Regions from separate parts of the Ovis aries genome. Here region 2 is linked to region 1. A link is a contact called in public Hi-C data. All regions are on one chromosome and are shown on one strand. The core of a region is the stretch at or near the end of the contact, and the rest is flanking DNA. Distances in the headings are between cores, read along the strand shown.

Evidence for each region. A called contact is a pair of places that touch in the nucleus more often than the background predicts.
Region 2: a contact with region 1 is called in a Hi-C map of tail adipose tissue, with 5 times the contacts expected there. The contact joins the promoter of PIK3CB here to the enhancer-like site in region 1. A contact is called at or near these places in 9 of 16 Hi-C or Micro-C datasets (blood, hypothalamus, muscle and 3 more).

Annotation. Positions count from the first base shown.
Region 1 is chr1:250,868,335-250,872,555 of ARS-UI_Ramb_v3.0, reverse strand. No RefSeq gene overlaps it. Among named protein-coding and RNA genes, the nearest start is that of TRNAC-ACA, 25 kb to the left of the region's middle. Within about 2 kb of position 1,800, at least 43 of the 54 cell types and tissues checked have an H3K27ac peak or open chromatin away from gene starts, as enhancers often do. A contact at or near this core is called in hypothalamus and tail adipose tissue, where this site is marked.
Region 2 is chr1:250,945,637-250,949,708 of ARS-UI_Ramb_v3.0, reverse strand. PIK3CB (phosphatidylinositol-4,5-bisphosphate 3-kinase catalytic subunit beta) reads right to left here and starts at 2,399. Exons shown (of 23, transcript XM_042236388.2): 1 at 2,191-2,399.

The DNA.
Region 1 (4,221 bases), core at 551-3,050:
CCTGGCTTGGAGTCCCAGACTGAGGATTTGGTTCAAAGTGTGCCCACATTTAAAAGTGAGATGCTGTTAAATCACTTCCCAAGAAGGCTGTGTCATTCTCTGGTCCTACCAGAGTGAGCATAAAGGTGGTCTCTTTCCCCTCCAAGGAATATGTTTTCTTCATTTTCTACCCTGGGTTTGGGTATACAGAAATGCGATACACCCAGCATAAGGTCCACCATAAAGAAGGTAGGTGACTGAGGGCTGCTAACCAAAGGAATCATTGGGACTTCCCTGGTGGTCGAGTGGCTAAGAATCCGCCTTGCAATGCAGAGGTTTGGTACCTGGTTGGGGAACTAAGATCCCCAGTGCTTCCAAATAAATCAATAAAAAATAAAAAAATAAAATGATTGGATGGATGAAGTGGGGCATCAGGAGTGCCATTGCACAGTGTGGGGTCTTGCCTTGATATGGAGCATTTTTAAAGTCTTTATTGAATTTGTTACAATATTGCTTCTGTTTTGCCTCTTGGCTTTTTGGCAGGAGGCATGGGAGATCTTAGCTCCCGGATCAGGGATTGAACCTGTACTCCCTGCACTGAAAGGGGAAATTTTAACCACTGGACCACCAGGGAATCCTGCCTTGATATTAATTCATTTAATACAAGTGTGAAGTGTTCCTTATTTTCCTTATTTTTCTCTTCTTACCTCAGAGTGGCTGCTCTCTGCCCCTGATGAAGTGTTTTCTTCTGATAAGAAAGGCCTTCTGTGACCATCCTGTATAAAACAAGAATCCCCACATCACCCTACAGTTCCATAATCCTCTTACTCTTTTTCTCCATTGCACCTATCCCTTTCTGACACCTATTTACTACTTTTACCACTTCTATTTTATTGCTTATCTCCTTGGTCTCCCCTTCTCTCTTCCACAACAGAATATAAGCTTCACAAAGGAAGTGGCTTTGTTTGTTTTAATCACTCATTTATCATCAGTGCCAAGGACATTTCCTGGCCTTACTAGCAGTTCAGACAATATTTGGTGAAGATGGCGCTTATTCTTCTCTGTTCCAGGAGCTGGAGCTGCAGCAGCCAGTGGGACAGAGGACCTGCCCTCAAGGCCCGATAGGAAACCTGACTGGGCCTAGGAGGCTGGAGATGCTCTCGGGGCGGGGCTGAAGGTCACTTGCATCTTTTAAGGAAATTTCTAGAAGAGGCAGCCAGTGCTCTCAGAGACGCGGCCCGCCCGCCCCACAGCGCCTCCTGGCGGCCTCCCTGCGGGCGGAGCAGGAGCCGCGCGGGGCTGCGGAGGGACCTCCCTCTTGCTTGCGCACTGGGGACCCCGCGAGCTCTCCGGCCGCTTCTTCCCGACTTTCAGATACTTCTGTTTTCGGCCGTGGCGGAAAGAGGAAGGAGGACTGGGGAAGGGCGAAGTGAGGGGCGGGGCCGACAGGGAATTGGAAGGGAGGTCAGAATCTTGACGACTTCTTCCTCCGCGTCATCCGCAAGACATGTTTATTCAGTTTCGAGGTCCCCTCATTTTGGGACATGCTTGCTTTTCCTCCGGACCCCTTCGAGTGTTATCTTCTTTCCCTTCCTCCCACACCTCGCGAGGCGAGGAGCGAGGTCAGAAGGCGGAGACGAGTGCCGTGCTTATGTCCTCCTGGGACACGAAGTCCCTCGGCATTGTCCTGGGCTTTGAGATCAGGCAGGCGGGGCTTCCGTGTTTGCGTTCGGGCTCCACGGTCGGCGGGCACTGGGCGCGTCGCTTCGGGCTTGGTTTGGTGGAAGCCCTGCCCTACGACCTACTGGGAAGGAAGAGCCTGCCCGCGCCGAGGTCAGGACGCCACCTGGCGGCCGAAGCCCGCGTCCCGCAGCCCATGTGCGCCTTGTACGTGCATGCTGAGTCGCTTCAGTCTTCCCTGACTTGATTCCCCTCGCAAGAACACTGGAGTGGGTTGCCATGCCCTCCTCCAGGGCATCTTCCCCAGCCAGGGATGTCTCTTACCTCTCCTGCATTGGCAGCCGGGTTCTTTACCACTGGCGCCACCACCGCCTTGAGGGGCTCTTTGAGCACAGGGATCCCGGTGTTGGCGTCACTTCCCAGGCTCTGCCCTCCTGCCGTTAACACAGGATCCCTGGGTCTATTTCACTTCGTGATTGGATCATTTGGAATAGGCATGTTAAGGTGGTATTCGGTGCTGTTGTTGTTGCTAGGTCGTGTCTGACTCTGCGACCCCATGGACAGCGGCACACCAGGCTTCCTTGCCCTACACTATCTCCTGGAGCTTGCTCAAACTCATGTCCATTGAGTCGGTGATGCCATCAAGCCATCTCATCCTCTGTCACCCTCTTCTCCTCCTGCCCTCAATCTTTCTGGGAAAGGGTCTTTTCAGGGTCTTTTCCAATGAGTCACCTCTTCATGTCTGGTGGCCAAAGTATTGGAGCTTCAGCTTCAGCATCGTTCCTTCCAATGAGTATTCAGGGTTGTTTTCCTTCAGGTTTGACTATATTGATCTCATTGCTGTCCAAGGGTCTCTCAAGAGTCTTCTCTAGCAATTTGAAAGCATCAGTTCTTCAGCACTTAGTCTTCCTTATGGTCCAACTCTCACATCCATACATGAATACTGGAAAAACTATAGCTTTTTTACTAGACAGATCTTTGTTATAAAGTGATGTCTCTGCTTTTAGTATGTCTGAGTTTGTCATACCTTTCCTTCCAAGGAGCAAGCTACAGTCACTGTAGTCATGGCTATAGTCACTGTCTGCAGTGATTTTGGAGCCCAAGAAAAGAAAATCTGTCACTGTTTCCACTGTTTCCCATCTATTTGCCATAAAGTGATGGGATCAGATGCCATGATCTTTGTTTTTTGAATGTTGGGTTTAAAGCCAGCTTTTTTACTCTCCTCTTTCACCCTCAAGAGGCTCTTTAGTTCCTCATCACTTTCTTCCATTAGAGTGGTTTCATCTGAAGTTGTTGATATTTCCCTGGCAATTATGATTCCAGCTTGTGATTCATCCAGCCTGGCATTACGCATGATGTACTCTGCACGTCAGTTAAATAAGCAGGGGGACAATATAAACCTTGACATACTCCTTTCCCAATTTTGAACCAGTCCATTGTTCTATATCCAGTTCTAACGATTTCTTTTTTTTTTTAATATTGTGTGTGTATGTGTGAACCATTTTCAAAGTCTTTATTGAATTTGTTAACAATATTGTTTCTGGTCTATGTTTTGTTTTTTGGCCATGAGACATGTGGGATCTTAGCTCCCCAACCAGGGATCGAACATGCACCCCCTGTATTGGAAGGTAAAGTCTTAACCACTAGACTGCCAGGAAGGTCCCTAATTATTTCTTCTTGACTTGCATACAGGTTTCTCAGGGGACAGGTTAGGTGGTTTGGTATTCCCAGCTTGTTAAGAATTTTCGACGGTTTGTTGTGATCTGCAGTCAAAAGCTTTCACGTAGTCAATGAAGCAGATGTTTTTCTGGAATTCCCTTCCTTTCTCTATGATCCAATGGAGGCTGGCAATTTGATCTCTGGTTCCTCTGCCTTTTCTAAACCCAGTTTGTACATCTGGAAGTTTTCAGCTCATGTCCTTCTGAAGCCTAGCTTGGAGGATTTTGAACATTACCTTGCTACCATGTGAAAGGAGTTCAATTGTGCAATAGTTTGAATGTTCTATGGCATCTTCCTTCTTTGGGATTGTAATGACACCTGACCAGTCCTGTGGCCACTTCTGAGTTTTCCAAATTTGTTGACATATTGAGTATATAACTTTAACAGCATCCTCTTTATGATTTGAAAAAGCTCAGCTGGAATTCCATCACCTCCACTAGCTTTGTTCGTAGTAATGCTTCCTAAGACCCACTTGACTTCACACTCCCAGATGTCTGGCTCTAAGTGAGTGACCATACCATTGTGGTTATCTGGGTCATTATGGCCTTTTTTTGTATAGTTTCTCTCTGTATTCTTGCCACTTCTTCTCAATCTTTTCTGCTTCTGTTAGATCCTTACTGATTCTGTCTTTGTCATGCCCATCTTTGTATGAAATGTTACTGTGATATCTCCAATTTTCTTGAAGAGATCTCTAGTTTTCCCATTCTGTTGTTTTCCTCTGTTTCTTTTTGTTGTTCCCTTAAGAAGGCTTTCTTATTTCTCCTTGCTATTCTCTGGAACTCTGCATTCAGTTGGGTTTATCTTTCTCTTTCTTCCTTGCTTTTTGCTTCTCTTCTTTCTCAG
Region 2 (4,072 bases), core at 1,150-3,649, 77 kb before region 1:
AGAATTCGGTAAGAGAAGAAAAAGTCAACAGAAGAGATAAAGAGAAAGAAAACCATAAAAATGTAGTATCCTGGAAGGTTCCTTTATATAATGATTCTCTAATGAACCACAACCCTCCCAAATCCTGGCCACAGAGACTCTCAAATTCTGTAAACAAAAACTGAGGCCCAAAAATACAGGTGGCCTCCCAAAGTCCCAGATATTTGGGACCCAGAACCAGTCTTCCCTGGTGGCTCAGTGGTAAAGAATTCACCTGTCAACCTCTGCCAATGCAGGGGATGCCGGTTCAATCCCTGGGTTGAGAAGATACCATGGAGAAAGAAATGGCAAGATATTCTAGTATTTTTACCCGGAAAATCCTAGGGATAGAGGAGTCTGGCGGGCTACAGTCCAAGGGGTCACAAAAAGTCAACTTAGCGACTAAACAATAATCAGCTCTAAGAACCAAGATGTGACTTTCGACCTTTTCGCAGTGACTAGTAGTGCTTTTTACTGTTCGGTTCATCAGTGAAACAGGGAAGGTCTTAATTTAGGAAGAACAACAATTAGACTACAAGGAAGTACCTAATTTAGATTACAAGGTTAATTTTAATTTTTTCTATATATTTTGTTTACAGTCACAAAGCAAGTTGGATCAAAAACCTTTCTGGACAGTCTCTAAGAAAAGTAGGAAATACAGACAAGAGGGGCAAGATGGAAATAAATCAAAACCCAACTCAATTTTCTCCACCTCTAAAATACTCTCTGAAGGCAGAAGACCCTCAGGATGGGAATCAGAGATTGCACAACAAAGTTTTCGGTTTCAACCATTTTTCCTTTGGTGAATAAAATTTCAGTTCTAAAGTTTAAGATTTTAACTTTGTTCCACACTTGCCTTCTGAAACTAAGTGAAGATCTTTATCCTGACCACCCTCTCCGATTCTACATTATCATCACTTAAGCAGTTCTTTTACCATAAAAATCTTAACAGTGTAACCTAAAAATCCCCAAATGATTAATGAACTGCTGAGAATTCTGACTCGTTGGCGATGATTTTATTAGGACTCATATTTTCAAACATCCATTCAGTGCTTCAAAATAAGTACTCATCTAATTTAATTATGATGACTTCACCAGACAGTAACACTGCCCACAATGATGTTTACAAAACCACTTGTCACTCCCTTCGTGTATGTAGCAATGCAGAAAAAGAAGCCTGTTTCCATATTCTTCTGTTTATACTCTGTAACAAGTGACAGAGTTTAAGTGGCACTTAAGATTTTAAACAGCAAAGCACTTCAAGTTTAACGCGTCCCACCATCTTGCATCCGAAGAGAATGGTAAATTCGCTCAGTTTTATTTCAGCAGCAATCCCCATTCAGTACCTGAGACAGGTATTCCAAGAAAGCCTTCGCAAAAAAATAAAGGAGAGAGACTCCAAGATCTTAGCTACTGTTAAGACAACAGGCTCTAACATTAAGCAACTTCAGTAGAGGTTACTGTAACATCAAAGCACTTCGGAAATAAGCGTGCCCCCCAAAAGTACACCAGCAACCAGGTATCAGAAACAGTTAACAAGGTAAGATGCTTCAGGAGTTACCCCTGATAGCCACCCACTGATCCAGCACTCCCTGTTCGGTCACGCACATCACCCTGTGCTAGCTTCACAACAACCCGGGTGAAGTTCGTGTAATTATTCCCTCTAACAAATCCGGATACCCAGATTCAAGGCCCCAGGACTGGTCACCAGAGGCTCTGGGATCTGAAAACACCACCCTATCCCAACAGTCCAGGAACCCCGGCCCTAAAATACACTGCGCAAAAAGGCATCTGAGAGTCGGCAGCTCGCTGGTGTCCGCAGAGACGCAGGGAAAGAGGACGCCGCCTCTCCGCAGACGCCCCTCTTGAAAGCGACTCAAACCGCCGGCAGACCGGGGCGCCCGGCCGCGTCCCTGCCGCCCAGAGGCCGGGGAGCGCCGCTCACCTTGGAGAGCCCGGGAGGCCGCAGGCGAGCCAGGCGCCCCCTCGGGCCGGCGAGCGGCTGTCCGCGGCGCCAGCAGGAAGCGTGGCGCGGGCACCCCAGTCGCCGGCGCCGCAGGCTGTGGCGGGCAAGAGCGCGCCCGCGGCCCGCGCGGGGGCACCTCAGAGGCCCGCCGCGACCGCGCCGCGCCTCAGCCGTGCCGCATCCGGGTCCCGCGCCGCGGCACTCACCTGCTCAGCGCTCCGCCGTCGCCGCCGCCCGCTCTCAGCTCCTGGTGCGCGTTCAGCAGACCAGGCCGCCGCAACCTTCCAGCTGCGGCGCCCCCATCCCCGTCTCTCTCAATCGCCGACCGCCTGCCCCGCGCGGCGCTACACCAGCCCGCCGCCCACTGCCATGGCAAGCTCCGCCGCCGCCGTACCGACCGACGGAGCACGCGCGCGACGCCGCCGTGCCCGCGCGCGCGCGCGCGCGCCTCCCCGCCCCACCTCCCAGCAGCCCTCGCCCCGCCCCACGCGCCGCTCCGGCCAATCCCCGATCTGCGGTCCGGGCCGGGCCGCGCCGGTCCCAGCTGGGAGGAGAGTTAGGCGGAACCCGCGCCTCTTTCTCCACCGCTGCCCGCCCTGTGGCGGTGGTGCTCTGTGGCCGTTCTTCTCTTTGCGGCTCTGGGAGGACTTGCTATCGGGAATTCCCAGCAAGCTACTTTCAGGAGAGACCCAGCACCTGCCTCGACCTTCGCAGCCACCTCCGAGAGATTCCTCTGTTCCTACGTTTACTTGCCGGCTTTCTCTTCTCAATCGCTGGCCCCAGTTCTGCGACTTTGAACCGATTGCTAGGTTCCTGGGTACGCACTTTGCTTTTCCCTCTCCGGCTCTATCATTCCTGTTCTGCGGGTTGGGGATGTTAGGTCGGCCTCCCAGCCGCTGACCCTTCAATCCCTGCATTGGCCAGCAGAGCAAAAGTTCAGCCTTTCAAGCCCAGGATTCTTTTTCTGTGTGCTCATTTTTTTTGCGATAACAACCAGCCTTTATCTGCAAAGCCTTACAGTTTACCCAGCTCTCTTCGCATACCTTATCTCCTGTTATCTTTTGACCTCAACTGGGAAATTTCATGGTTCTCTTTCTTAATGGCTCACTTGAATTTCTTACTGAAAACCAAAATTTTAACTTACTGTAAAGGTACTCTGTTGTAAAGTTGTGTAATAATAGCTCAGGTAAACAGTCCAGTAGTCTGGGATGAAATCTCAAGTAAACCTAATATTAAAGCAAAGGTGACATACAAGCCAGTGATAAAAGAATAGTTTATTTGATCAGTGATCCTGATTTAATTGCTTCATAAGTAGTCAAATCTAGAGGCATGCCATATTCCAAAATTAGGTTCCAGAAGAGATAGACATAAAAATATACAAAACAGACAAATTTTTTAAAAGAATAGTAATATAACTTTAGTGAGGGGAAACGTTAAGACAGGAAGCCCAGACTCATCCTGCCCCCCAAAAAAATAGCTAAATACTTTGCAAGTTTTGCATGAAATCACACTAAGACAAGTTCTTTATAAAAGAAATAAATAGATGGAGTAGAACTGCACCAAACATGGCAAACACACTATATCTCTAACATAGGTGAGTCCCTCTAAGTGGATAGGCTACCCATTCCAGTGTTCTTGGCCTTCTTTTGTGGCTCTGCTGGTCAAGAATCTGCCTGCAATGTGGGAGGCCTGGGTTCAATCCTTTGGTTGGGAAGATTCCCTGGAGAAGGGAAAGGCTACCCACTCCAGTATTCTGGCCTAGAGAATTCCATGGGCTGTATAGTCCATGGGGTCACAAAGAGTTGGACACGACTGAGTGACTTTAAATAAAAGAAAATTTGGCTTTTTAAAAGTCCACTTGAAGTGAAGTGAAAGTTGCTCAGTCCTGTCTTTGCGACCCCATGGACTATAGCCTTTCCCTTCTCCAGGAGATGTTCCCAACCCAGGGATCAAACCAGGGTCTCCTGCATCTTTGGCAGATTCTTTACCAACTGAGCTAACAGGAAAGTTTTTATAATACAGGCAACATGTATAAGCAGGCAATTAATGGATGAGAAGATCCAAATGATTCATTAAAAAGATGCTTAT